Linked DNA regions of Mus musculus: regions 1, 3, 4, 5, 6 and 7 are each linked to region 2. A link is a contact called in public HiChIP or PLAC-seq and promoter capture Hi-C data. All regions are on one chromosome and are shown on one strand. The core of a region is the stretch at or near the end of the contact, and the rest is flanking DNA. Distances in the headings are between cores, read along the strand shown. Region 1 holds the start of Tex10 (testis expressed gene 10). Region 2 holds the start of Sec61b (Sec61 beta subunit). Region 3 has its middle 15 kb from the start of Stx17. Region 4 overlaps Invs (inversin). Region 5 overlaps Erp44 (endoplasmic reticulum protein 44). Region 6 overlaps Invs (inversin). Region 7 overlaps Stx17 (syntaxin 17).

Region 1 (3,773 bases), core at 131-2,630, 1.0 Mb before region 2:
GACTGCAAAGGACTGTTCCAATATGGTAGGATTTGAGGCCATCAGAAGGACTCTAGATTTGGGGGGGTAAGTGACATGGGGAACCACCGAAGAGTTTTATAGTGACATGCTTTGCCATATATAAAAAAATATTCCGAGAACTGCTCTGCAAATGTTAGACTGTATGGGGTCTAAGATGGAGAGAAATGTGTTCCCGGCTCTTTCCTCTGATCGGGGTGATGTGGACCTTGAAGGTAGCCAGGGAGATGGTGATTAATAGTGGAAGTCAGAGCCAGCTGGTTTTTCTCCTGGGTTAGAAGCCACATGGTCTCAGAAAGATGCCAGCTTTTAAGGTTTGGCTTGAGTAACTGGCAGGATGGGATGCTATTTAAGGTGAAGAGGTTGTAGGAAAATATTTCAGAATGGATGTGCAGAGTTATCTTTTAGTCCTTGTTGATACTGAGATAGATATACATTGCAAAGCTGAAGGGAGAAGTTCTGAATAAGCTGGTAGCATTTTGGAGTTTAGGGGGCATATCTAGGTGGCATAAGCCTTTATAATTTTTTTTTTATTTTATAGTTTTACATATAATGTCATCAACTCCCAAGGCAGGTGCGGTGGGGGAGGGGAGGTTGTCTGTGTGGTGGCTTTTTGGCTTTATTCTTTATTCATTAACACAGAGGAGGTGTGACCTTAATTCTGATGCTTGGGTCTCCTGAATTTAGTTATTATCGTTTTATCCCTACTTCGTATATTGAACCTCAATATAAGGTATTAGGCTTTTCTAGTTCTTATATGTAGGAAGCTGCAAAGACAAATTTGACTCTAGGCTGACACTCTATCTGTATGCTTTTCCTTATATGTGGCTAAGTCAATCTTTAGATGGTTTTGTTTTCAAGATTTCTTTCTTCACATCTTCTTTGTAGGCATTTTAATGTCTCAAATTTCTCTAAATCCACTTACTTTGATTAGTAGAAGTTAATTATATGCTGAAAATGTTGAATTGGGGAAAACCCTGTCCTAGGTTTCCGGGACTCTGCCACAAGGTATAGTTTGTAACCTCTTAGCATTTGTCTATTTGCCTTTAGTCCAGGTTACCCTTCCCAGAAATGCTATCTTTGCTGTCCGAAACTTTTTCCTTCCTCAATTAAGCTCAGTTTATACTTTTCTCTAGCTCCAGGTTTGAAGAACTGAAGTCCTTGGGGGGAGAAGACCGCCTTTCAAGCTGTAACCAGCCAACATCCTCCAAGCCAAGGATGCTGGAAGACCTGACTCGGCTTGCTGGACCCTAGACCCTCCTCTCTTTCCTCCAGCTTCCGGCGCAGCCCCTCTTAGAGGGGGCGTGGCGTGCAAATCTGGACCCGCCCTCCGGCTGCGCGCGATTGCGACCTGCGGTCACGTGAGCGCGGCGAGGGAGGGCCCCCACTTCCGGGCGGCGGAAGGAGACGCGTCCGCGTGAGGACGAGGCGATTTGAAAACACGCTCTGGGAGCGAGCGGAAAGCCTGCGGCCGGCGGTTCACGGCGTGCTCCTGCGGGGCTTGACGGTCGCTCGCTCTCCGCCGCGTCTCCGCGTTCCGGGTCCGTCCGGGCTCTCAGGTGAGCGGCGTCTGTCTGTCCTGCACGGCTCTTCTGGGGCGCGGACACGCGAGGCCCAGGCGGAGGGACGGACTGTGGCGGCGGGTAGGGCGGCCGGGGTCCTAGCTGTCCCCCCACCCCGAGCGTGAGAGCCGGCCGAGGGGCTTCCGAAACGCCTCAAGCGGCCGCGGTCCGATTCGGAGGCTCGGCGGGTGTTAGGCCGGCGTGTGGGGGTCGGGCCAGAGACTCCACTCGACGTCCACTGAGGTATAGGAACCATGGTTTTTCTTTGGGAAAAAAAAAAAAAAAGACAAACGGAGTTTCCATTTTTGGTGTGCGAGCTCGAAAACGGGCGGGCGGATCTGATCGCTGCCCTCCTCCCCCTCCCCTTGACGGAGGACCCTCTCTTTCTGCCCCCTCGAATTTGGGGAACTTTGGAGACGCGAAGGGTTGGAGAGAATCACCGTAGGCCAACTGCTGCAATGCTTACTTTCTCTCCTTGATTTCTTCCTTTCTTTTGGAGAGCGGGAATAGTTGGAAATAAGGAGGAAAGGTAATGGGCTGGCCGCAGGGCAAACTACTTGGGAGTCTGCTTAAGTTGCAGTCTTTCTTCCGCTCAGGTTAGCATTAAGACTGACCTGCAGCAGGCATGTGTATGTGTATGTGTATGTGTATGTGAGTTTTCAAGCTTACCAAAAAGGTGATCAAGTCCAGTGAGAGCTCAGGCTCCGAGGCTGGAGTTAGCTTCCTTGTACTATCTACTGCTGTAAAAGTGGTCTAGTCTAGTAGAGCTATTTGACTTCCAGTGTTACGAAAATCTTTAAATGGAAATAATAGCAGCATCTAATGGAACTTTAACCAAGTTCCTAGTGGGAAAAAAATTGTCAGTATGTTTCTGTAAATAATTGTCGAGATTTAAAAGTTATTAGCCCTCATAATTTTCCTAGCAGACTGATGAGAGTGTACTTGAAGTGATACGGCACAACTTACTGAGAATGAGGTCTGATGTAGATTGCTAGAGACAGACCGACCGACCCATCATCACACGTGAAAGAGTGCCTAGAGGATAATGCAAGATGTCACAGGGTCAATTTTTCTTTCTTGTGAACCGTTTTCTTTTATCTCTGGAAACACTACTGATAAAATTGTAAGAAAAAACTTACAGAGTATGCTTGCTTAATAGGTAAAAACCAGCTTTGTATTAAAAGGGATGAGTCCCGGGGCTTTCTGGGTGTGTGAGGCTTGTATGTTTGGTAGGTGTTGGTCCTGAGGCTGACTAACACATGCATGTGTGCTTGAAACAACTGTCAGCTTACAGCTCTGGGTATGGTAAGCATGGACAGGGCAATTACTTATTTAATCTGGTAAAATCTGGTAACTGTACCTTGGCTTATAGATACATAACCACAGTAGAAAATATGTTTGGATAAGAATCACACCGATTCTAGAAATAGTTTTTTTTTTTAAATGGAGATGGTATTTTGCTGTATTGATCAGGTTCCTCAAAGTGCCTGAGCTCAAGCAGTCTTTCTGCAGGTCTAGTATTGACACAGGCAAATGCACTGTGCTCCCTTTAAAGCCAGCTCTTAGCCTCTTGTGTAGTAGGCAACTTCTACTTAAGGGGTCCTAAGGTCATAAATCTATGAATTTGGATATGCTGTCTTAGCAGAATTCATTCATTCATCCATTCATTCTATCAGCACTGTAAACTTTTATTTATTTACTTTTAAATCTCCCATGTGTAGCATTATGACTTTATGACCTAAGGTAATTCTGTTAGACCAGAAGTGCTCAACTGGGTGTGCAGTGGAAGACAGAATTTATTATTTTTGAAGAATGTGAAAGGAGCTTTAAGAAAAGCTGGAGAGGGTTGTGGGAGCCACCTGAGTGCCTGCCGAGGCTTGGTGCCTTGGCATGGTTAGGGAGTGCCCCATTTATAAAGAATAAGAGCAAGGAAAGCTCCCTGTCCTTGTCACATCTGTGTGTAGAAAGCTGTCTGATGACCATGGCCAGGGGCTCATAGAGGAGACAGTGTAGACAAAGCATTTACCAGTGGGAAGCTTGAGTAGTAATCGGGTAGAAATAAGGACTATTTAAAGCCAGTGACTTTGGAATGGGCAGGAAGCATGCAGATTAAAGGGTTGGTGAGCAAGAAAATTGGAATGGAAGGTGAAAGAATGTAATGGAGAATGAAGAAAAGTACAAGGTGATCTGGTT
Region 2 (3,427 bases), core at 390-2,889:
TTTCAAAGTCTACTCCTCTCTACAAAAACCTTTACTAGTAGTTCAACAAACACAACAATACGGCTGACTGATTCCTTCAGTCAACATTTTCTTGTGGCATGATTTAAGGCAAGAGCTAAGGAAGAGGGCTTGGGCAGGTGTTCTGTCAAAGCAGAGGAGATGAACATGCAGATGTAAATAGTAGTATCCTATTACAACTACAATCCTAGCACATAGGAGGTGAAGGAAGGATGATCTGAGTTCAACCCTAGGTTGTGTGGGAATGTCTAAAAAGAAACTAACTAACTAAAAAAAAAAAAAAAAGAAAAGAAAAGGAAAGAAATGGTAGTAAGCTCAGAATTGCTGGCTCACAGGAGGGAGAAAGGAGAGGCGTGGAATCCCTCTGAAAGCCTTTTTTAACAGGCACCACCAGAAACTTACAGAGAACCTAAGTGGAAGAGCAACTGGAGGGTGAATAGTGGTGTAAATTCAAAGCAGAAGAAGTTGAGGGCTAAACTGGGGGGACAGAAATGGAGGAAAAAAAGTAGTGAGGTCTTCCTATGAAATATGGCATATGACTGTACAGAGAAGACACACCAAATTAAAAAAGATAAATAACTGGAGTTTCTAGATTTCTATAAATAAGCAGTGACATTTAAAAATAAGGAGACCCTGAAGCTGGAAAAGTGGCTGAGAGGTTAAGAATACCTGTTGCTCCTGCAGAGAACCCCAAATCGGTCCCCAGTACTCATATGGTAGCTCACAATCATTCATAACTGCAGTTTCAGGTGACCTCCAAGGACACCAGGCAAGAAAGAGATGCGCGCGCGCACACACACACATACATACACACACACACACACACACACAGGTGCGTGCAATACACACACATACACAAAATAGACTTAAAAAGAAAGACACACACACAGCTGGGATGGGGAACCAGGGTGACAGACTGTGTAAGACACATTTTGTTAAACTGAGTGTGTATGGGACCTCCATATGGAAGACTGAAAGGTAAAGCCTCAGACACACCAGCTTTATGCCAACGCTTTTCCTAAAGTTATTCCTGATCCTAGTCTAATTTACCTTTAACTAAAGTGGTGCGTGCAGCTGATCAAGGAGAGGAAAACCATGCCTCCCTCCTAAAGGGCCTTTAACTAACTAGATGGCCACGTCAGCTCGGGCTCACTCGGCCCCTATTAATCTTTCCATCCTGGAACTCCTCCTTCCAGCAATGCAATGCAACCCTGGGTACCTAGCCTCCTCCAGCCATAACCGGGCGTCCCCCGCAAGCCCCCAGCCACTTACCTCTGCCGAACAGTGGATCCCGCAGCCCGTGCGGCCACCGCTTTGCTGGGAGAGCGGCCAGAGGAGCCCACGTTGGTGCCACTGGGCGTTGGACCCGGCTGCAGAGGGAAGCAGACAAACAGTGAACATCGCGGGTCAAATCCTCTTCACACCCCCGACCCCACACCCACCCGAGAAGCTGGGAAGAGCAATGAGGTCCCAGAAAGGAAGACCAAGATAGGGGCTAGTGCACCCCATGGAAGCGGGGACCGCGCACCATGCTGATGCCTAAGAACGGTGGGCACAGGAGGCAGGAAGAGGGAAGTCGTGAAGTTGCCGAGCACTCAGAACTCTCGTAGATACAGGCTCTGGCACCGCCCCCCGGCCGGCTGGCAGGGCCTTCGCAGACTCTTGGATGACTGGGCTGTCCTGAGATATGCCTGTAAAGATTACGCCGACAACAACTGGGCCGTGTGAAAGTACAGCCCTTTCGCTTCTTTTATGTAATTTATTTAGCGTGCTTAATATGGTCAAACATCACCAAATTGCAAGCTTTGGACAGGTCCACATGAGAAATTGAGTCAGGCATTTTCTTAGCGCCCACAAGCTTATCGCTGATGTGGCCTAAACTAACGCAGGCGTAGTTGCGCTGGCTCGGCTTTCAGTAGCCAGAGGGGGCCAGGGGCGGAGCTTGCAGGAGCTTGCAGAAGCTCGCGCGGAGAGCGCAAGCGCGGCTCATCTACCATGGCCGAAAACCTGTACCGAGCCCGTTCCCGGGTTTACAGCCCATCTGTGCTGTTTCTGCACCCAGACATGGGTATAGGCGGAGCCGAGCGCCTAGTGCTGGACGCGGCGCTGGCGCTGCAGGAGTACGGCTGTGATGTGAAGATATGGACCGCGCACTACGACCCGAACCACTGCTTCATCGAGACCCGCGAGCTCTCGGTGCAATGCGCAGGGGACTGGCTGCCTCGCAGCCTGGGCTGGGGCGGCCGCGGCGCCGCCATCTGCTCCTACGTGCGCATGGTCTTTCTGGCGCTCTACGTGCTGTTTCTCTCCGGCGAGGAGTTCGACGTGGTGGTGTGCGACCAGGTGAGGCCGCCACCAATTCTTGGCTGGGGGGGGGGGGGGGGGGCGGCGCCGAGAGGGGGGGAGGGACCGCTGTTCTAGGTTTTTAGGAACTGTCCAGCAGGAGTCCCCAGGGAGAGAACGGCCACCAATTTTAGTATGGATAGACCCTTTAAAATGGCAGATCTCAGGGACATCTCTCCCCCGCCCCCTTCCTTTCGTTGAAGATCCTTGAGGTAGGGCTTATGTGTCTGCATTTTAAATGTTTAGCCTTGGGACTAAAATGATTGGATCCAGGTGGTTGCTGGCATTAAAAGACGACTTCCGGCCACACCTTGTATGTGACTCAATTTACTCTTCTTTCTTCTCCGTTATTCCTTTGTCTCTGCTTTCAGGTCCCATCCATCCCACCCTTCCAGTCTTTCTAATACTGCCATTCCAGTACTTAGCAGTGCCACGGATTAAAGTCAAGCTAAACATATCGTTTCCCCATTAGGGTCCCCATTGGTCTTTGGAGAAAAATCCAGTTATTTTGTCTATACAAGTGTCTGAGCTTGCATATCAAAACCAGAGGTCAGCTAATATTCACCTGAACATTGGAGTCAGGCTCTCTCACTGAACCTGGAACTGAAAGATTGAGCTAGACTTTTGGACAGGTGTGCACTGCCATACCCAACATTCCTGGAGCCAACCCTCAGTCCTCAGTGTTTTTTTTTTTTTAATTAAGAAGTAACATTTACTCAGGAGTAAAAGTTCAAATAGGAAGTATAATGTAAAAATTCCCTGTCCCCATCCTTGAGAGGGCGAGCCATTGTCAACAGTGTCTTCTGCATCCTTCCAGAAGTGATGTGTGGCCCTGGTAGTATATGTGTCTGTTTCCTGCTACATCTTATATGTACACAGCTGGGATCCAGTTTACCTGCTGTTGGACTTTTTGCTTTTGTTCTGCAAAAATTTGAAACATCTTGCTTATTGATATTCAAGATCCACATCAGTCTCTTCAGTGACTGGAAAGTCCCCTGTCCTGTAAATATTTCAGTCTTCCCTAAAAGACACTAACATTGCTGTGTGTGTGTGTGTGTGTGTGTGT
Region 3 (3,974 bases), core at 1,428-3,927, 630 kb before region 2:
TTCAAAATTGAGGCAGTCTTATGGAACTAAAAGGTGTGCCTTCCAATCTCAGAGGAGACTGGAGCAGACCAACCAATAGAGGAGGGAATTTGCTGAACAAAGTTTGCTGTGATTTGGAGTTTATTTGGAACATAAAAGAAAGTTTTTTTTTAAACTTTAAAAAAAGGATCATCAAACTAATTTTCTGTTTTAAATATGAGCTTACCCTTAAATCCTGCGAGGCAGAAGGTTAGTTAGCCTGCTGCACAAAGCCTAGGCTAGAAAGTACCCAGTAGCCTACTGTGGCCAAGCACTGGGAGTAAAGTAGGAACTTTGTACTCAGTGAAGTGTGGAGGTTTACCTCGGACTCATTTTCCTGTCTTTCCAGGTTTGATTCATTGTCCTGTTTGGAACATCAGAACATCTCTTTGTTTCTGAGAAAAAGCCCCTCTTCTTCTCCAGTGATATTGCCAATGTCTTGGGGGATAACTGGCTGCATATTGAACACTGTTGGGGTAGTTTCTCCTGGTCTAGGAACATTTGAAGTCATGTAATAAATGTAGTTAAGGGCTCTGCTTTCTTCTCAGATCTTGAGACAGTTCTCTGTGCATGTGTCTCTTTTGAGTTCCTATTACACTTCCATTCGCTTCAGAAGGAAATGAAAATCAAGTTGAAATTGAGTCTAAAACACCAGAATCAGAAAACTCCATTAACTCAAGCCCAGATAAGGAAACAAAAGAGGGCTTTAATCTGTCTTGTTCCTTATGGAGACAAGCACATGGAGCTGGATCAGAGACAAAGCTATTAAAGACTTATGTGCTGCTGGCTCTCCTTGCGCTCAGTGTATGCTTATGTGCAGCAGACTTCTGGTAATAATTGGTTTTCTGTGTAGCTCTGTCCATAGATGAAAACTTTCTTTATCAGAGGATCCAAGTGCCACTCACATGAACAACAGATGTGCTTCCTGTTTTGTGTATCAGAACCTACTAGTGCGTATCACAGCAAGTAGGGCGGTGTCTTATGTCAGTAAATCTGGTTCCTATGGTATAGACTCTGGAATCATGCCAGGCCTCCTTCAAGGCCTCTTTAGAGACTCCAAACCCTTCTCCCCAGTTACTCTGACTACATCACTGGGCTAGGTGTCCATAAACTCCTACTTGGTGAAGACCTGTCCACCTTTTGGTTTGTGAGGCCAGTCATTAACAGTAATCCCTAAGAAGCAGTTACTGACCACAGTGTGCCTTCTCTTTCTAAGAGCAAAACCTGGACTCCTCCTACCTGCTGACACCTGTGACTCTTCTGAAATTCTGCTCAGAACAAAGACCGTTGTTTCCGCTCTAAGTGTATGACACGAAAATCCATTTTTACGCGACACAATGAAATATGCAGCTGTGTAGAAAGCTTCTGGAATAAAGAGAGATCACAATAGACCCCTCTCCAGACCTCTTAGGGATTCTTGAAACTGTGGCTTCTAATTTGAGAGTTTGATACATGTTCCAAAGACTGAATCCTGGACCTTTTAAAACAACCAGGGAAAAGGATTGAAAAGCGCCTAAATGCTTCTATACCAATTTTTAAAGATGCTTGCAAAACATAATTATTGAAAAAATCCTATTTGGAGCCATGTCGTGATTAAGAATGCACCTGAAAATGAAGTTGCTTGGCAATTTTGAGTTATTCCCCAACTTAAAAAATCCATTTGATGGACCTTAAAATGATTTTGTATTTAAAAAGTATGCATCTCTATCCAGGTTGACAGCTTAAGTACTAGGCTCTGTCCAGATAGAATCTGAAGTGAACTAAGGCAGAGCTTTTCAAGTACGAGCAAATTGGACCTGCCATTCGAATCACCGCCGTGTCTGCAGGCAAGGCTCCATTAGCTTTTGTACTCCCATCTGACCCAGGAGCTGCCTCAGACTCACAGACAGCCACTGTGGATCACCCAACAAGTGCAGGGGAAAGCCAGCCAAGGTTCCTAGCACTCTGTCAGTTGGTCATTCTGGGTAGAACGGAGAAGTAAAACAAACCAATGAAGTCCACACAAGAAAACAAGCTTCCACGATGAATAACCAATCCTAATTATGGGATAATGAATTTTTTTCCCACTGAAGGAGATTATTGACTGAGACAAAATATTTGTTGTGAGTGTGTACAAACAACGTGAGTGTAACTGCTTCTCTGTCTATACGCTGACTCACAATAACCCGAGCACCATGGCTTCATGTATTGATACATCACTGTCAGTTTTCTCAAGAGTTCTTGCTTTACAACTCTTCTTTGTTTGCTGCTGCCTGAATGTGGTTGGGCTTCCGGTTTTGTGGAATTGGTGTTTCTACAGCACTCGACCTTACTTCGCTTCAGATTCTATTTGGACAGAGCCTAGTACTTATTTCTTTAGATCTTAGATCTTCTTAAGATTCCAATTTGGCTTATGCTGCTCCCTCTCTGAACCTAGCTATCTCAGTCCTTGCTCTTGCGTACCTAGTTTTCAGCAGAGTGCACAGGGCTACTTAGCTTTTTCTCTCTGTCTACAAGAGTGTAAGGGGTTGGAGCAGGGTGAGGGGAGATGTGGGTTTATACACAGCTTAGAAAACTGCATCACTAAATGAGATGGGGCACGAGGAACAGGAGAGTGAGAGGGGTAGAAAAGGAAATGGGGTTGGGAGGTGGGGGTGAGGAGAGAAAAATAGCTGAACATAAACAAAGGCAATAAGGAAGTAATAGATTTTCAGTTCCCTATTGACCATCCTAAAGGCTGAAGTAGATTCTCATTGGGTGTTTACTTCCCTGCCAAGGATTTTATCTCAGCTCTCAGATTTTGCTGCCACCTGGTGCTAGAATGTTCCAAGAGTTGATGGCAAAATAGTTTGACAAACTCAGAAGACTCTAGGTCCCGAGACAACATAAAATGAAGACAATGGATACTTAGTATATAAATAAAAGACAGAACATCAAAAAAAAAAAAAAAAAAAAACTGGTGGGCTGGTGAGATGGCTCAGCAGGTAAGAGCACTGGCTGCTCTTCCAAAGGTCATGAGTTCAAATCCTAACAACCATATGGTGGCTCACAACCATCCGTAACGAGATCTGACGCCCTTTTCTGGAGTGTCTGAAGTCAGCTACAGTGTACTTACATATTAATAAATAAATAAATAAAAGAAAATTACCCATTCTTTAAAAAAAAAAACTAGCTTAACATAATAAACAATGAATGTGGTAAACCCATTATAACACCTTTATAACAGGCATTAATGGAAATCATCATATGATTTTGAGATATCAGCATCACCAGGGTCTACGAACCATATTCTCCCCCATTTGAGCCGGCACAGTCAAGTATGTCAGAACACTCCATGTTTGTACACACTCACAACAAATATTTTGTCTCAGTCAATAATCTCCTTCAGTGGGAAAAAAATTCATTATCCCATAATTAGGATTGGTTATTCATCGTGGAAACTTGTTTTCTTGTGTGGACTTCATTGGTTTGTCTTACTTCTCTCTGTTCTCCATCCTGCCTCCATGGTTCCTGGAAGCAGGGTCTGCTTCCATTGTTTCTCAAATTCCCAACATGGTTTGTACCTATTCCAATCTATCTGTTGGGAATTTTTTCCCCTTACCTATCACCCAGATTAATTTCCCTAGTCTAATTTTGTTGTTGTTGATATTGAGACAGGATCTTGCTGTTTAGTCCAGTCCGGTCTAGAATTTATGATTCTCCTGCTTCAGCTTCTTGAGTGATAGGATTATAGGTGTACACCCCTAACCCATCCCAACTGATCTTCCAAAGAAATGCTGTGCTATTAGGCTCGCAAACAGAGCAGGACTTCTATGACTCTGCATTTATTTTAGCTGTTGAGGGATGTGAAAAGAATTCCCCAAGGTCCAGATAAGACAAAGGTTCAGTAATAATATCATTCATCTGAGGAAGATTGAATTTCCACAGTTGACCAAAAGGATTATCCTCACAAAATCTGCTCTTCTTACAATGTGACT
Region 4 (3,863 bases), core at 666-3,165, 930 kb before region 2:
TGGGCAGCCAGCCTGGGCTTACTTGTGTAAGTTTACAAGGCTATCTCAGTCTCATACTAGCCAGAAGGAAGAACAGGTCTCTCAGTGGGGTCAGTAAGGAAGGACAGAAAATTTGAGATGGCTGACTATCAAGTCTGAAGTTGTGTGGGTGTCCAGACAAGAAGAGACCTGGAGACAATACTGGGATTTAAGAATATAGATGTGGTGTTCCCGTGGTCCAATGTGTTGGCATCTGACCATAGGTTGGTAAAGTACAAATGCACAGGGGGGGCAGCTGAAGACATAGGGATCAGAGTTCCAATAGGTTATGGTGGGAGATTGAGTAAGAGGTTTTCTAGAGAGATGACCTAATTAAAAGTAATAATAAAAAATTTTTTTGAGTCAGGGTCTCTAGCTATGTTGCTTTGACAGGTCTTGAAGCCCTGTGTAGGAGGAATGAGTCAGCGCATCTTGACTGGCGGCCCATAATGGCACACACATCTTACAACCTTAAGATCTGCCTGGCACATGGAGACAAATGACAACAGAGCACATGACCTGGCCAGCTAATCAGATGATGCCAGCCACAGGGAGAAAGATGTCATGGACCAGTGGGGCACAGGTGGAGGGTATAAAGGCACACCCCAATCCCACGAAAATTAGTCTGCTTCTGCAAACTCACCTGACTCCCAGAGTCTGTGCTGTTGACTCCCCATCTTATTTCCTATCCACAAGGACCGCCCAGAGGGGTCGAGGGCTAGGGCAACAGCCCTGAATTCATGTGGCCCTTCTGCATCCCTCCAAAGGAGTTGGAACTCAACGTGCACCTGTGTGCTGGCTCTAGTTTAATTTTTAAGACTGGGTACACTTCCAGTAGGAAATAAGATAGCACCTGTAGAGGTCTGAAGAGTAGGGGTGAGCTCACTGTGGAGATGGTGTAATTCCCAAGACAGAGGAAGGAAGAGCAAGAGAGATGAGAATGAAGTAAAATCCTGTAAACGGGAGGCTCCCAGGAAGACAAGCGATTGACATAAACAAGTTCTGCCGAAGCCTGACCTCCACTCTGTGCTCTGGCAGGTAAATTACACTGTGCTTATTCTGGCTGCAATAGAAGCAGTGCCTAAGAGCTATAGAGTGCTTTTAAGTAAGTATGGGTATTTCTTAAATAGGACTTTAAAAAATATCTCTTAGAAAATATATCTAATCTTGTTTCTCCCAACTTCTCCAACAGGAATTAGAGATCACTTTCCGTCATGTTTAATGGGTCCCTTTCAATTGCTTACTTTACAAAGGTGATTCCTGATGTCCAAACATGGTTAAATGAGAAAAGGACATTGAGATAATGCCACGTGCCTGGCACACCTTCATCAAAGATGCAGCAGCAGAATTCTGGGGTTTAGTTCTTAAAGCAAAATCTTGAAGACAAATTAAACAATGACTAGGTCTTTAAGCAATAACATCCGAGAGTTAAGTGAGACAATTGAGAGCAGTCTCCAAGAGCTTCACCTGGGGTCTACTTAGTGATGAGTGCGGAGGTGGGTCTATACAGTGATGAGTGCGGAGGTGGGTCTATACAGTGATGAGTGCGGAGGTGGGTCTATACAGTGATGAGTGCGGAGGTGGGTCTATACAGTGATGAGTGCGGAGGTGGGTCTATACAGTGATGAGTGCGGAGGTGGGGTTTACAAAGGATGAGTGAGGGAGGCGAGGGCTGGAAACTTTGGACTCTACTTTCAGCACTGGCACAGTAAAGGGCTGTCTGTCTGTCTGTCTGTCTGTGCATGAGGAAGAGCAGGAGGAGCTGCAGCTTTCCAAGTTTAAGTTGCAGTATGATCACAAGCAAGCCCAGCTGCCATTTAAGAGTTCCCAAATGTTAGCTTCAGAAGCTAACACTAAAAACAAAGAGGCGCTTTCTTCTTTTGTGGAGGACCTCACTGGAATAACAAGGAGGGAGGTTGGTCTGGCGTTCTCTAAATCTCCTTGCTGTTTCCAGCCCCTGGCACAGGATACTGAAATACGAGTTAGGAAAAGATAGCGCTGGAAAGCACAATGCTGCTTCAGGGTGCGGATGGTGCAGCCCCATCCTGTGACAAGTACAGGACATGGCACAAGTCAGTTCTCAGTCTCCAGCTCTGCACTAACTCAACAGTACGTTCATCCAAACTTGTGGTCCCTTTGGGAGACAAAGGGGCTTCCGGTGCAGACTTGGGTCTCCACAGACCTGGAGAGTGCCCCCAGATCAGGCAGTCTCCCAGAGAGGACACTGTCTTTGATCAGGCCATCACAGTAAATCTCACAGGCTGGCTGTGCATCCAGTCTTCCTACTCTCCTACTCCTCTCACTCTGCTGGGAACCCAGGGACAGGAAAGAGTTCATCTCCCGTCTGTACCAATGATGCAGAATATGTCCCTTACAATGTCAGCCACGGGGCCTCTGGAGAGCTGACTGGATTCTGAAGGATTCTGACATTAGCTGAGGTATATGGAACCATCAGCAGGAGGAAATACAGCAGCCCATGGTACACTTGTATTTTCTTTAGTTTCTGTTTCCCATTGTGAACCTGGGTCTAAAATAGTAAATAGAAAACTCTAGGAATAACCAGTTTTAAATGTTGTGCCATTCAGAGCAATGTCATTTTGAGGATCACAGCTGTGGCGCGATAGTGCTGTGTTCAAACAACCTTCACACTTAACAATGCCTCTGAAGTACAGGAGCAGAAATGCCAAAAATTCAGATCTGTCAAAAAGGGCTTTCTTCAGATGAAAGGTTTGAAAACAGTGCACAGGCGATTTTGAGAGGGAATGCGAGCGCACTGCTTGTAGCGTTCCCTTGCTCTATTGTTAGGGTGCCCCTGCTGTACTGCCGTCTCAATCCATTATTGTGCGGCTTATGTTAAAAAACAAGCAGCACGGGCACACCCGAGGCAGAGGCAGGCGGTTCTCTGTGAGTTCAAGGCCTACCTATTCTACATAAGGAGTCTAGGGGTGGGGAGGAGAGACTGCACATGCTACATTACACACCTGTCAATCAGCGCATGAGCACGCACACACAGACACACACACAGACACACAGACACACACAGACACACACAGACACACACACACACACACACACACACACACACACACACACACACACTTACTTGCCCACATGCCAGGAGGGGCAAGAAGATGAGTTCTCTATTGGTAGCCTACTCGTTGCTGGGTCGTCCTTCCTTAAGTCCTCTTAAGATAGAGGGCAGAGCAAGAAGGTGACAGCGTTGGTCCATTCCGAGCTCTGGCCCCTCCCTCCCACGCCCACCCAGCTTCCCTTCTCAGCTTAGAGCGAGCGATCTCGGTGGCTCACACTTACTTGGCTGCAGCGTCTTTCCTCAGCTGTTCGTGCTTCATGAGGAGGTTCTTCCGGTCTCGGAAGGCTTTTCTGACCTTGTATCCTTTGTAGACTGCTTGGATTTTGAAGGCAGCGATGTCTTGTATAGCTGCGATGGACAGGGCACCATGTTCCAGCATGAACTGGATCACCTCATGGCGCTCACCAAGCAATGCATAATCAAGGGGTGTGTACCTAAGGTTAAAGGAAGACTGATTTGGAATGGATTGTGATTCAAGGCACAGTAGAGCGGACACATTAGCACCTAGCAGTACCCTTATTCAGCCAGGAGGTGGCGCCACACACCTTTAGTTCCACCAGCCTACAGAGTGAGTTCCAGGACAGCCAGTGCTACGAAGAGAAACCCCTCATTTTACCACTGGCTATTTCCCAGGCAAAGCCTGATGTGTTCACCTTCTTTCTCTAAGGAATACAAAACAGGAGGTTGCGGATTCAGCCTTTGTGCGGCTGAGCTCTTGGAGCTGGCTCACAAGTTAGAGCAGTGGTTCTCAACC
Region 5 (3,623 bases), core at 60-2,559, 780 kb before region 2:
TACACGTTGTACGTCTTATTGAATTGTGTCAAACAGATTTCTTTTGGCTCCCTGTTTCAGATGTTTTAGTCTCTAATTGGTTGGCTTTCTTGCCTTCAGCAGCAGTGTATATTGTTGAGCTCATCATGGTGGCTGAGTAACAAAAGATATGGGAGGGGCCAATACTCTCAGACTCCTTGACCTAACTTCTTTCCATCACATCCTTGTGTGAAGTTCTTCTACCTCCCAGTGGAGCTACAGGCTGTCCAACAAACCTTTATGGCCTTTGGGGATCATATAAGATCCAAACTGAAACACTTTTATGGGAACTTTTTTTTTTTTTTAAATCAGGCATGTTGAGTGGAAAATACAGTGTGACTCAAAGAACAGTCATAATTTTCTTTTGGCATATATGTGCAAATATTTTTCAAGACTATAACTCGAAGGAACAGTGCTGTATAGTAATTGGGAGGCCACCATACATTGAACATTATCTCCTATCACCACTGCTATCTCCAGGTTCCAGGGTGTGTATAGGAAAAGAATGAAGTTGTGGTCTTGACTTTTCTCCAAATTCCTAGTCTTTGTTAGTTGCTCAAAGTTTGGGTTCTAGAAGAGCAAATGTGATTTTTCAGAAAGTAATCCTTTCCACACATTAAGGATCTTATTTCCAGCCATGAAAATCCTTTTATACTAAGAACATTCCCTGTAATTTAGTTCATTCCATATTTAGACATACTGAAGACAAATAACAGAACATCAGTTTTTATTGGAAATCCATGTATGATCAAACAATAGCAAAAAGTATAAAGTATAGCAACTTTTATTTCTTTGTATTTGCCCATGTCTGTTTTACTGTCATAGTTTGAGATTAGAGATCATTTTACTGATCTCTCAGTTTGGGTATGTTGGAAGGGGAAAGGGAATTAAAGAACCTACCTTTCCTAATGTCTGCATGTGTTTTCAGTTGATGAAAAATGCTTCTATTGTTCTGATGCTTGTTCATAAATGCATATTGCTTCTGATGGTACCAAAGTAGGTTTCTTCCATACTACAAGAAAACAACTGAGCAAGTTTAGAGTTCAAAATAGCTTCTCAGGCTTAGACACTTTGTCCTGTTTTCCTTTCTCTTTGAACTTCTACTAGTTCATTATATTGCTCTTGAGAATACAAACTGTGAGATGTGCCTTGATTGGTATCCAACTTCAAGGCACTAAGTTTTCATCAGCTCCAGCTTCTTTTCTCCAGGGGCCTTTCAACATCTAGCTCCTTACAGCCAACTGCACACCTATTATGCTTTTGTTGTCCACCAGCTTAATGCAAAACTGAAAGTAAGAGTGTGCTGACATTACAGGCAGAGAAGTGGCCTCCAGGGATAAGAAGCAGCTTTGGGACTTGAGGTGGTAGGCTGTCTGTCAGAATGGATTACAAATGGAGAAGAGCAATTGCTTGATACATCACTTATTTTTTCCTATAGGAGAATCTCATACAAAAAGACAAGCAACTGAAAGCTAAGAAAAATACTCTAAGCTATTACTACAGAATGCTTTGATGGACAGAATGCCCACTAACAGCAGCAATGCCACAGGGAAGAAAACATTTTCCTTTCAAGCTGTTTATGCTAGTGATTTTATATAGAAATTCTTTGCACATTTTTTAAGGAAAAGGCTACTTTACAAAAATAAAATGTACATTTCAAACAAAATTACAGTTTCCATTTTTTAAAGTCAAGCAATCTACATGTCACTGTAAAATTATCACAAACTTGATTATCTTCATATTTGAGGACCATAAATTTTGTAGTTTTAAGTGACTTTATATGCTTGTCACTAGAGTAAATCCTCTCTAAAGCAGTGCATTGTAAGCTTCAGTGTGCATAGGAATCATCTATTATTATTAAATCATCATATTAAATATGAAGGTTTGTATTCCTTAGGCCTGGGCTGAAAGCTCACAGAGTCTCAGGTGATAGCAACGCTTCAAGGGCAAGGGCCACACTGAACAGTAAGGTTCTAACATGTTGGGCTTTAAACAAATACATGCATCAGAAATGCTTCTTGTTTTCTTAACCCACTGGTTATAAGATGTTCTAGTGAGCCACTTAAAGCCTAAAAAAACGCATCCATGAATGTGATTCTCTCTAACAGAAAGGATATTTGATAACTACTTCTGAATAATATTTTATTAGCTCTGGACCCCAAAACTACCATACCATTTTCTCTTACCTTACAGATGGCTAATGTAGCTGTTGGGTTTCTTTTTTTTTAACTGACTAGTGTGAAGTAGCTGTTGTGGTTTTGGAAATAATTTACTGATGATCCTGTTTATTCTCCTTCAGCTTCATTAAGGTATAGAGATGATATGTGTTTACAGTTTACACTGCAATGTTTTGATATATATCTATATAATAAAATTATTAAATCAAGCTAATATCCATCACCTTATAGACCATATTTTTGTGATGTGAATATTTGTAATCTAATTACTTATTAGTTTTCAAGTATATTATTATTAACTGGAGTCATCATACTCTGCGGTATATTTTATTGGGTCGTCTGTGTGCTGGAACATCTGGAAACCATGCCAAAGCATGTGAAGGGAACTGAAAGATATTTCTGGGGGATCAGGGCAGCTGTTGGGCTGAGATGCAGAGGAGCTAATGGGATTATGGGCAGGGCAGATTTAAGTCTCCAGATTTCCACTAAGTGTAGTGTTTCTCTGTCAAATAAGTAGTTTTAACCATTTTCTCCTCAAACTTGCTAAAATATTTGTAGACTGTTCTCCTTTACCTCTTTAATCCCATGTCTCATCTCCAACACTCACTGTAATTTTCAGTATTAATAGAAATAGGCAATACCTCTCCTGGGCATATATCCAGAAGATGTCCCAACCGGTAAGAAGGACACATGCTCCACTATGTTCATAGCAGCCTTATTTATAATAGCCAGAAGCTGGAAAGAACCCAGATGCCCCTCAAAAGAGGAATGGATACAGAAAATGTGGTACATTTACACAATGGAGTACTACTCATCTATTAAAAAAAATGAATTTATGAAATTCCTAGGCAAATGGATGGACCTGGAGGGCATCATCCTGAGTGAGGTAACCCAATCACAAAGGAACTTGCACAATATGTACTCACTGATAAGTGGATATTAGCCCAGAAACTTAGGATACCCAAGATATAAGATACAATTTGCTAAACGCATGAAATTCAAGAAGAACGAAGACCAAAGTGTGGACACTTTGCCCCTTCTTAGAAATGGGAACAAAACACCCATGGAAGGAGTTACAGAGACAAAATTTGGAGCTGTGACGAAAGGATGGACCATCTAGTGATTGCCATATGCAGGGATCCATCCCATAATCAGCTTCCAAAAGCTGACACCATTGCATACACTAGCAAGATTTTGCTGAAAGGACCCAGAATAGCTGTCTCTTGTGAGACTATGCCGGGGCCTAGCAAACACAGAAGTGGATGATCACAGTCAGCTATTGGATGGGTCACACGGCCCCCAATGGAGGAGCTAGAGAAATTACTCAAGGAGCTAAAGGGAACTGCAACCCTATAGGTGGAACAACATTATGAACTAACCAGTACCTGGGAGCTCTTGACTCTAGCTGCATATGTATCAAAAGATGGC
Region 6 (3,896 bases), core at 77-2,576, 860 kb before region 2:
GTTCTAGATGATAAACATTAGGGAAAGAAGATTCATGAGATGGTTATATATGTATATATGGTAGGTATTTGAATTGGGTGATCAGAAGGGTAGTGGTCAGTTAGCAGTAAATATTCTCCCTTTAGATCTTTAAGTTTTAAATCTAACCCTTCAATAAATTTTTCAGTCCACTCATTGCTCTCTATTATTGTCTATTATTGTCTGTTGCTTGTCCAACATCTCCATGCTTTCTGCTTATTATTCAACAATCTGTAGATATTAAACTATTCATTCTTTCTCCTTGAGAGTATCTTGAAGACACATTAAGATATATGTGTATAAAAGAAGACCTTGAATTACATATGATATCACTGGTATGTCAAATCCAGTACTGTTGGTGTGTTCTACTTTTCTAAGGAAAGAAAAAAAATCTGGCATTCCTTTGAAGAAGCAATTTAGCCCATTCCTGAGTCCCAATTCTTTAGGGTGTCTCATGTAGGAATAAATGAAAGTCCTTGCTTCATGAAGTTTCACATTTCTAAATGACTATAGATAAAAATAACTTGTTTTATTATTAACTCATCTATCCTTTTAATGTCTCATTGTCCTAATATTAATGTAAAAATGCCCATCATTTGTTAATACTGGCCATGAGATGACAATTTATAAAGTCCCATTTTAAATGGTTTACAGTCTAACACTGTCCAAAACAAAAAGATCCAACCTAGATTTATTTAGTGATGTGCATGCATTGTTATGCATCCAGGTTTAAAATATCATCTGGGTTATTCAGATTTATTATCCAAAGAGATCCCTAATTAAATAAAAAGAGAGGACAAGCTAGCGAAGTCAACTTCAGTATCTATTCCTTTGTATAAAGGGCTTTTACATGCCTTCCTCCTCAATTCTGAGAGCACATGGTTCCTTATTCCCTTCACCGTGAATAGGGCTGACATTTGACAGCTTCACAAGGCTGACAGGGTTACCCAACAGCCCACCCTCCCTATTCTCAATCCAATTAGACCTCTAATCCTCTAGATGAAAGGCCCGACTGCTCCCGTTCCTCATGACAAGGACGGCTATTGATTATTTGTCACTGCGGCTAACACCTTCCCTGTCGAGGCTGCTCTGACAGAAGCAAACCTACCAAATTAGACAGCACTTTATCTGCCCTGGAGGCCAAATGGCACAACAAGTAAAGGCTAATAAATGGTATAAAAATGAACAAATCATAACATTATGACAGGCTGATCGTTGCCAGCAGCCTCCCTGCTCAAGCTTGATGCCCTGTTAGACTGGCTCCTTCCCCTTCCCCTCTGCTCTAGCTCTGACTTTGACTGAATTAAAGGCCAGAACAATTAAGGCATTTGACCAGCAAAGATAAGCCAATTGAAGTATCACCAAGGGACATAAATGTCAATAACTGACTGCCATTTGTCAATACAAACATTCTGAAGATGCAAATGTTCAGTCCTCTGCTTGCCACTAGGCTGCACTGATTCACTTCCCAGGGAAAGGCAGCACAAAGGGACAGTCTGTGGCTATCTAACCAGGAAAGCATAGGGTGGCAGAGAGCAAAGAAAAAGAAATTTGTGGTCTCAAGAGAGGAAGTATTCTATGAAGAACAATCAGGAGTCACTGGGGTGGGGATGGAGGTTTGTATGAGAAAATCCAGCTAGCAAAGCAGAGACCTCACTTCGTTAGGAAATGTTGTGTTATTAGACAACTAGAATGCCATTATATATTTTATGGAAAATATGTGTATAATGTAAAGATGCTAAACTACTGGGGAAAATAATAAAGCTGCAACTGTGGAAGTATTATTTATTCATTCAACAAATATGTTTCAGTATCAACTGTATACTTGTTCTAGTCAACAAGATGAAGTAGTGAGTACAACGTACTCCATAAGTTCACGGGCACTTGCTACAATCCAATGGAAGGAGAAGAGCATACACACGGGAAGTAAACAGACCAAATTTTAGTTTAGGTAGTGTTCAGTGCCGAGGTAAACCTAAGGTGGGAGAATAACAAGAACAATTGAGGTGAAGAGGGCTATTAGATAGGATATGGCAGGTTTATTGGCAAAGAGACCTCTGTAAAAAAAAAACTAACGAGAATGACTGAGTTTAGCACGAAGATCCCTATAGGACCAGCGTAGCTGCTAGACAGACAGCAAATGCTAGAATTGTCCTTGACCGTTAGAGGAAACACCAAAGTCATACTGGCTTAAGGAGAGAACAAGGTCATGGAAACAACAGAATTCCTAACATGTTAGGATTTACGGGCAATAGAAATAACAGTGGTTTCCATGGGATTGGCTCCAGGACACCAGCAGACACTGAGATCCACAGATACTCAAGTCTGTTATGCTAAATTCTATAATATTAGTAGATAGCCTACATATACTTGAAATCATCTCTAGATTATTTACAACAGCTATTACACTTTAAATTTTAAAGTTGTTTTACTTATTTATGGAGAATTGGGATAAGAAAAAATCTTTACATTTTCATGCAATTTCTCTCCTCACGTTTGAGAGCATCTAAAGATTCACAACCCACAGATATGGAGGAACAGTTGTACCTGGACTTTTGCTCCAAGATGGGTGTCTCTCATAGGGCAAGACACAGAGGAATGACTTGACTTAGCTTATAAAGGATTGCTCTGGGTGATTTACTGGCCACAGTTTGAAGGAGCTAGAGCAGAAACCAAGAGACCAGTTAAGAGTTTATCATAATCAACGTAAAGAGAAAGCTGTAACACTGCAGCACAGCATAATAGCTAGAATGAAAAGTGGTAGAAATGCTATGCTGAAAAATGTGCTGGGTTGGAGAGATGGCTCAGTGGTTAAGAGCACTGGCTGCTTTTCCAGAGCTTCTGGGTTCAATTCCCAACACTCATATCTCAGTTGACAACTGTCTGTAACTCCAGTTCCAGAGGCTTCAACACCCCCACAAATACATACCTGCAGGCAAAACACCAATGCACATGAAATAAAAATCAAGAAATTTAAAATATTAGAAAAGGTGGCTGAATTCTATATAAAACTAGAATGTAGTGCTAATGAGATTTATTGGTAGATTTCTGTCTTATACAGGCAAGCAGGAAATGGGAACTCAATATACGTTAACTAAGCTGAATTCCTGGTAGTAGTTCTTTTAAAAATGCTTAAACCTCCCATCCCATTGCTCCTCTTTTTGCTCTTGGTTGGAATTTTGTGGTAAGAACTTACTGGTGAAGATACCCCATATTTGGTCCAGGACATGAAATCAAGTTGGTACTGACCAGGAAACATCCTTCCTGCTGGCTAGCTTTCATAGTACTAAGGTGTTATGTAGGCTGTCAGAGGAGAAAAGTCATCAACAGACTTACCAAGCTGTGACCCTATGAACTAGAAGAATAACCAGTGTGGCAAGATATGCCAATGGATGCAAAAGTGACATGCATGCAATAAGGTTGGAGCTAACCAACTGTTTTCTGATTGGATTTAAAACACATGACAAAGGAAGGAATATTTCCTAGCATTGTGAATCAGGCTAAGAATTCATGGTTGGAGAGCTCATAGGCCCAAGGGCTGCGCCTACTTTTAGTATTTTGGCAAATGGATATATCAAACTTTTCTCTAGATTCTTATTCTCTAAGTTCATATCTTTATACTCATTAATTGGTGCAATTCTCAGGCCTTATCAGAGGCGTTTCTTTGTGCAGTGGATGGCTGTTAGTGTGGAAATTCACATGTGGCCAAAGTACAAAGACCTAACTGTCTGTGGAGGGGTCAGCTGTAAATGGGACATCCATACCTCACCCCTTACCCTGCAAGGCCCGGGAAGGGAAGAAGAGAGGGCTGAAAGGCTGGAAAAACCAGAGTGGGAGAAGGGAGCAAAACAGTGTCTTTGAACATGACGGGATTGCTG
Region 7 (3,795 bases), core at 50-2,549, 670 kb before region 2:
TAGGCTGTACCTCAGCACTAGGGAGGGTAAGGTAGGAGGAACAGGAATTAGAGACCATCACCAGCAACACAGCCAGGCCCTGACTCAAAGCAAAAACAGACAAAAAAGCAAATTATTAACTATTCTTTGAGCAAATGAATAAAGTTATAAGACAGATTACCAACATTCTAAGGTAGCTAAAATTAAAAATACCAACCTGATAAATTGTCTATAAGGACATGAAAACTAGGTGGGAATAAAATAGAACAAGTGTTTTGAGAAACAGGCAGTTTCTTTAAAAGTTAAGTAGTAACTGTGCCATTATTTTGTCCCTAGGTTATTTAGCCAAATAAAGTAAACCCTCTGCCCATACCACAATGTCCCCAGCAGCTTTATTTATAACAGACAAAGCAATAAACAAACCAAATGGCCACTAACAGGTGAACAGATAAACTATGCTATATTCATAGAATACAATGCTATTCAATAATAAAAAGAAATTAAATATGGATACATAGAACAAGAGGGATAAACTTCACAATATTCACACACAGAGTGAAAGAAACTGGATTTTATGTTGTATGATTATGTTATCATATACTGTATAGGTTATATAAAATTCTAAGAACTATATCCTCTAATGGGTAGCAGTAGAAAACCAGTTAGTGGGCCAGGTAAGAGAACAGAAGGATGTGGCAGAGAGAGACCATGAGGGCGCAGGGCTTCAGAGCGCAGAGAGAAGCTGTTTGGAGTGATCAAGTATGCATGTCCCTGATTATGGGGATAGCTTTATCATTAACAGACACAGGAAAAACATAAAGATTAGATACTTTAAATATGTATACTCTATGGTATTGCAGTTAATACAACAAGAAAATTATTTGAGAAAGAGGCAGTGAAATATAAAACTAATTGCTTATATTCAGTTATACCTAAGTCAGGCAAAGATTTCATTCAGATGCAGTGGGGGATGGGAAGTGGGATGGAGGAAGGCGCACTGAGCTTTACTAGAACTAACAGCTTCCTTGAGACAGGAAAAGGAAGGAACTGTGACAAATATGAGGAACTGGCATAGATGTGTGGTAAACGCATGGTGTTTGTTATAATACCTTACAATTTTAAATGTTTCTATGTGTTTAAAGGACATGCATGTATAATTTTTTTCTAAACATGCTCCATGTTAGTGTTGCTATCAAGCAGCTCCTTCTTCTATTACACTGCGGGTAAGAATCGTCTAGTAGAGTTACAAAGATAGCAGCTAACAACAGTCAGGCCCCATTAGGCCCCTGGAGTAACTGATGTGGGGAAGGGGTATGGTGTGTACCTGCACTGATGTTGTACAATGTCTCCCAAATTAAAATACTCTGTCCTGGAAAGAGGCTTGTTAACAGGAAGTTAACAGAACTAAAAGGCTCAGGAAGTAAACAACTCACAGGTCTGCGGAAGTTCTTGAAACTGAGAAGAGCTACAAGGTCCTTCCTACAAGGTCTACTGCTGGATAGACGGGCTTCTCTGACTATCATGGTGCCTTACGGTCAGGGAACTCCAGGGATTCATCTTCTGTAGGTTGTGGCCCAAGTTGAAGTGGATTGTTTTTAGGGATGCAGCGGCCTTCAACTCGTCCATACTCCTGTAAGTAACTTAGTAATAAGCTCACTGGTCCACTAAGTTAGATGTTAGTGGCACCACTTCTTTGGTCGATTGTTCTCTGTATCAGTGAGCAGACATCTGGTCACTTCTCACCAGTAGAAGCCACACAGAAACTTGTCTAACAAACAGTATTTCAATGGTTACACTAGCTGTCTTCTTCATCTATGCCTATCCATGCCCATTCTAGACTTTCATTGTTATAATTCACAAGAGGTGTCTTTAGGTTGTCTCAGGCCACTATATGCTCAGAACCTTCCAGAGCTTTCCTCCCAGCTCTGAGTTCCTGTCTCCTACAGGGCCTCCTATGGTTTGACCCAGCTGGAATCTGACTTCATCTCCTGCATCCTCCTTACTCACACAAGCCACACGACTTCCTTAGCACCTGGTGGACATGCCAAACATCCTCCCACCACAGTCTTCACATCACATTTTCCCCATGCCTGGAGAATTCTATTACCAGTTTATGCCTGCAGTTGCTTCATGGCTTCCCTACACTGCTATCCACAAGCACTGCTGATATAAAAGGTCATCACTAGGATTTTTGATCCCTGTAAGTGGCTTTACTTTTCCTCATGGCAAGTGTAACCATCAACTATACTAGATATTTATTTACTTAAGAAAATCTACCTTAAAAAATAACAAATGCTAATAAGGATGTAGAGAAAGGAGAACTATTAGACATTCTTTGTGTGGGATTCTAAATTAGTGTAGCCATTATGAAAAATGGTATGGAGGTTCCCACAGACAAAAATGATCGCCCTATGATCCAGCAGTCCCACTTTGAAGCATGCATCCAAAGGAAATAAAGTCATTATCAAAGCAGCTTTTATCTTTATTTCCATGAGTATCACAGCATTGCTTGCATAGCCAAAATACAAAGCAGACTTAAGGCCTGGTGAGATGGTTCTGTGGTTTAAGAGCACTGACTGCTCTTCCAGAGGCCATGAGTTCAAATCCCAGTAACCACATGCCTGGAGCAAGTGGGACCCTGAGCGAAGGGGGAGAAAAACAACAACAACAACAACAACAAAACTGACTTAAGTGTTCACTAGTGGTAAGCAGGTAATGAAAATCTGGTGGTAGATACACATACATACAATTGAAAACTATTCATCCAAGAAAAAAAATAACAAAAATCTTTCCTTTGCAATAATGTGGATGAACCTGGAGGACACTATGCCAGGCACAGAAGGAACAATGCCAGATGATCTCATTTATATCAGAATCTAAAATGGCTGCTCTCACAGATGCTCAGCATACAATAATTGTTACCAGAATCTGGAGAGGTGAAGACGAAAGGGTTGCGAGGTTGTTCAGTATGCACAAAACCACAGTTCTGCAGGAGTGGGTTCTGGTGCTACCGTGCATCAGGAGAACTACACTTAACCGCACTTCGGAGTATGTGTGCAAACAGCTAGAGGACTGTGAATGTTCTCACCACAGCAACCTGACAAAGGGCTGATGTGACAGAAGTGCCTGGCTGCAGCACAGCCTCAGTACAGCTACATTAAAAACCATCACACCTAGGGCTGAAGAAATGGCTCAGAGAATAAGAGCACTTTATACTCTTGCAGTTCTCAGTTCTCAGCACCCACAGGGCGGCTCACAACTCTTTAACTCCAGCTGCAGGGGGTCCAACTTCTGGCATCTAAGAGGACAGTATGCATACAGTGTGCAGACATACATACAGACAAAACACCCATATGTATAAAAATAAATTAATCGAAAAAAATTACATCCCACACATATGGGCAACTGCAAATCATTAAAAATATACATTTTGGGCTGGGGATATAGCTTTGTAGTAGAGTACTTGAGTGGCATGTGCAATGCCCTCTCTATTCTTTCCAGCTGCCACTCTCCCAAAGACAAGATGGACAAGAAGGGGATTTTCTTTTCCTTTGCTTATAGTGTCTACTGTGACAGTGAAGAAATGGTAGATGGTTGAGTACTTCTGTTCTTCTAACAGTCAGAGCAGAGGATAGGAACGCCAAACCCTAAATAGCTGGTTCAATACCAGCATGCCATAAACCAGTGTGCTGGAGTGTTCCTGTAATCCCAGCTCTCAGAGGTAGAGGCGGGAGGATCAGGGATTCACAGCCATTTTCAGCCACATAGAAAGCTCTAGGCCAGTCTATGCAGGAGACCTCGTCTTATAAAAATAAA

The links. Promoter capture Hi-C pulls out the DNA fragments that hold promoters and counts their contacts. HiChIP or PLAC-seq counts read pairs in DNA pulled down with a chosen protein or histone mark.
Region 1: a contact with region 2 is called in a promoter capture Hi-C map of pre-B cells. The contact joins the promoter of Tex10 here to the promoter of Sec61b in region 2. A contact is called at or near these places in 21 of 39 promoter capture datasets (the 3T3-L1 cell line, 3T3-L1-derived adipocytes, the C10 cell line and 14 more), 9 of 484 Hi-C or Micro-C datasets (CD4 T cells, CD8 T cells, the G1E-ER4 cell line and 5 more), 18 of 115 datasets of contacts at active chromatin or transcription factors (the 230-238 cell line, T-cell acute lymphoblastic leukemia, astrocytes and 13 more) and 3 of 9 other capture datasets (adipose tissue, embryonic stem cells and liver).
Region 3: a contact with region 2 is called in an H3K4me3 HiChIP or PLAC-seq map of bone marrow-derived macrophages, with 7 times the contacts expected there. The contact joins the enhancer-like site here to the promoter of Sec61b in region 2. A contact is called at or near these places in 14 of 39 promoter capture datasets (the 3T3-L1 cell line, the C10 cell line, the HPC-7 cell line and 10 more), 9 of 115 datasets of contacts at active chromatin or transcription factors (bone marrow-derived macrophages, differentiating embryonic stem cells, embryonic basal ganglia and 6 more) and 1 of 9 other capture datasets (liver).
Region 4: a contact with region 2 is called in an H3K4me3 HiChIP or PLAC-seq map of neural progenitor cells, with 9 times the contacts expected there. The contact joins the enhancer-like site here to the promoter of Sec61b in region 2. A contact is called at or near these places in 10 of 39 promoter capture datasets (cranial neural crest, embryonic stem cells, frontonasal cranial neural crest and 5 more), 25 of 115 datasets of contacts at active chromatin or transcription factors (the 230-238 cell line, Th17 cells, acute myeloid leukemia and 16 more) and 3 of 9 other capture datasets (embryonic stem cells, liver and macrophages).
Region 5: a promoter capture Hi-C map of pre-B cells shows a contact between it and region 2, with 4 times the contacts expected there. The contact joins the enhancer-like site here to the promoter of Sec61b in region 2. A contact is called at or near these places in 14 of 39 promoter capture datasets (3T3-L1-derived adipocytes, the C10 cell line, the HPC-7 cell line and 10 more), 15 of 115 datasets of contacts at active chromatin or transcription factors (the 230-238 cell line, astrocytes, bone marrow-derived macrophages and 9 more) and 2 of 9 other capture datasets (adipose tissue and liver).
Region 6: a contact with region 2 is called in an H3K4me3 HiChIP or PLAC-seq map of embryonic basal ganglia, with 7 times the contacts expected there. The contact joins the enhancer-like site here to the promoter of Sec61b in region 2. A contact is called at or near these places in 7 of 39 promoter capture datasets (the C10 cell line, the HPC-7 cell line, HPC-7-derived erythroid cells and 4 more) and 10 of 115 datasets of contacts at active chromatin or transcription factors (the 230-238 cell line, craniofacial prominence, embryonic basal ganglia and 6 more).
Region 7: a contact with region 2 is called in a promoter capture Hi-C map of hematopoietic stem and progenitor cells, with 3 times the contacts expected there. The contact joins the enhancer-like site here to the promoter of Sec61b in region 2. A contact is called at or near these places in 11 of 39 promoter capture datasets (the 3T3-L1 cell line, 3T3-L1-derived adipocytes, the C10 cell line and 8 more), 1 of 484 Hi-C or Micro-C datasets (palatal mesenchyme), 13 of 115 datasets of contacts at active chromatin or transcription factors (acute myeloid leukemia, bone marrow-derived macrophages, cardiomyocytes and 8 more) and 2 of 9 other capture datasets (embryonic stem cells and liver).

Annotation. Positions count from the first base shown.
Region 1 is chr4:48,471,070-48,474,842 of GRCm38.p6, reverse strand. Tex10 (testis expressed gene 10) reads left to right here and starts at 1,380. Exons shown (of 15, transcript NM_001355740.1): 1 at 1,380-1,577.
Region 2 is chr4:47,472,873-47,476,299 of GRCm38.p6, reverse strand. It overlaps Sec61b (Sec61 beta subunit), which reads right to left and starts at 1,639. Exons shown (of 4, transcript NM_024171.2): 1 at 1,547-1,639; 2 at 1,291-1,388. The coding sequence starts at 1,549. It overlaps Alg2 (asparagine-linked glycosylation 2 (alpha-1,3-mannosyltransferase)), which reads left to right and starts at 1,933. Exons shown (of 2, transcript NM_019998.3): 1 at 1,933-2,361. The coding sequence starts at 2,014.
Region 3 is chr4:48,107,539-48,111,512 of GRCm38.p6, reverse strand. No RefSeq gene overlaps it. Among named protein-coding and RNA genes, the nearest start is that of Stx17, 15 kb to the left of the region's middle. Within about 2 kb of position 2,677, at least 33 of the 459 cell types and tissues checked have an H3K27ac peak or open chromatin away from gene starts, as enhancers often do. A contact at or near this core is called in bone marrow-derived macrophages, where this site is marked.
Region 4 is chr4:48,407,278-48,411,140 of GRCm38.p6, reverse strand. It overlaps Invs (inversin), which reads right to left. Exons shown (of 17, transcript NM_010569.4): 12 at 3,331-3,543. Among named protein-coding and RNA genes, the nearest start is that of Tex10, 64 kb to the left of the region's middle. Within about 2 kb of position 1,915, at least 9 of the 459 cell types and tissues checked have an H3K27ac peak or open chromatin away from gene starts, as enhancers often do. A contact at or near this core is called in neural progenitor cells, where this site is marked.
Region 5 is chr4:48,251,172-48,254,794 of GRCm38.p6, reverse strand. All of the region lies in intron 1 of Erp44 (endoplasmic reticulum protein 44), which reads left to right. Among named protein-coding and RNA genes, the nearest start is that of Erp44, 27 kb to the left of the region's middle. Within about 2 kb of position 1,309, at least 20 of the 459 cell types and tissues checked have an H3K27ac peak or open chromatin away from gene starts, as enhancers often do. A contact at or near this core is called in pre-B cells, where this site is marked.
Region 6 is chr4:48,332,696-48,336,591 of GRCm38.p6, reverse strand. All of the region lies in intron 3 of Invs (inversin), which reads right to left. Among named protein-coding and RNA genes, the nearest start is that of Invs, 55 kb to the right of the region's middle. Within about 2 kb of position 1,326, at least 15 of the 459 cell types and tissues checked have an H3K27ac peak or open chromatin away from gene starts, as enhancers often do. A contact at or near this core is called in embryonic basal ganglia, where this site is marked.
Region 7 is chr4:48,146,640-48,150,434 of GRCm38.p6, reverse strand. The region is part of intron 3 of Stx17 (syntaxin 17); the gene reads right to left. Among named protein-coding and RNA genes, the nearest start is that of Stx17, 24 kb to the right of the region's middle. Within about 2 kb of position 1,299, at least 5 of the 459 cell types and tissues checked have an H3K27ac peak or open chromatin away from gene starts, as enhancers often do. A contact at or near this core is called in hematopoietic stem and progenitor cells, where this site is marked.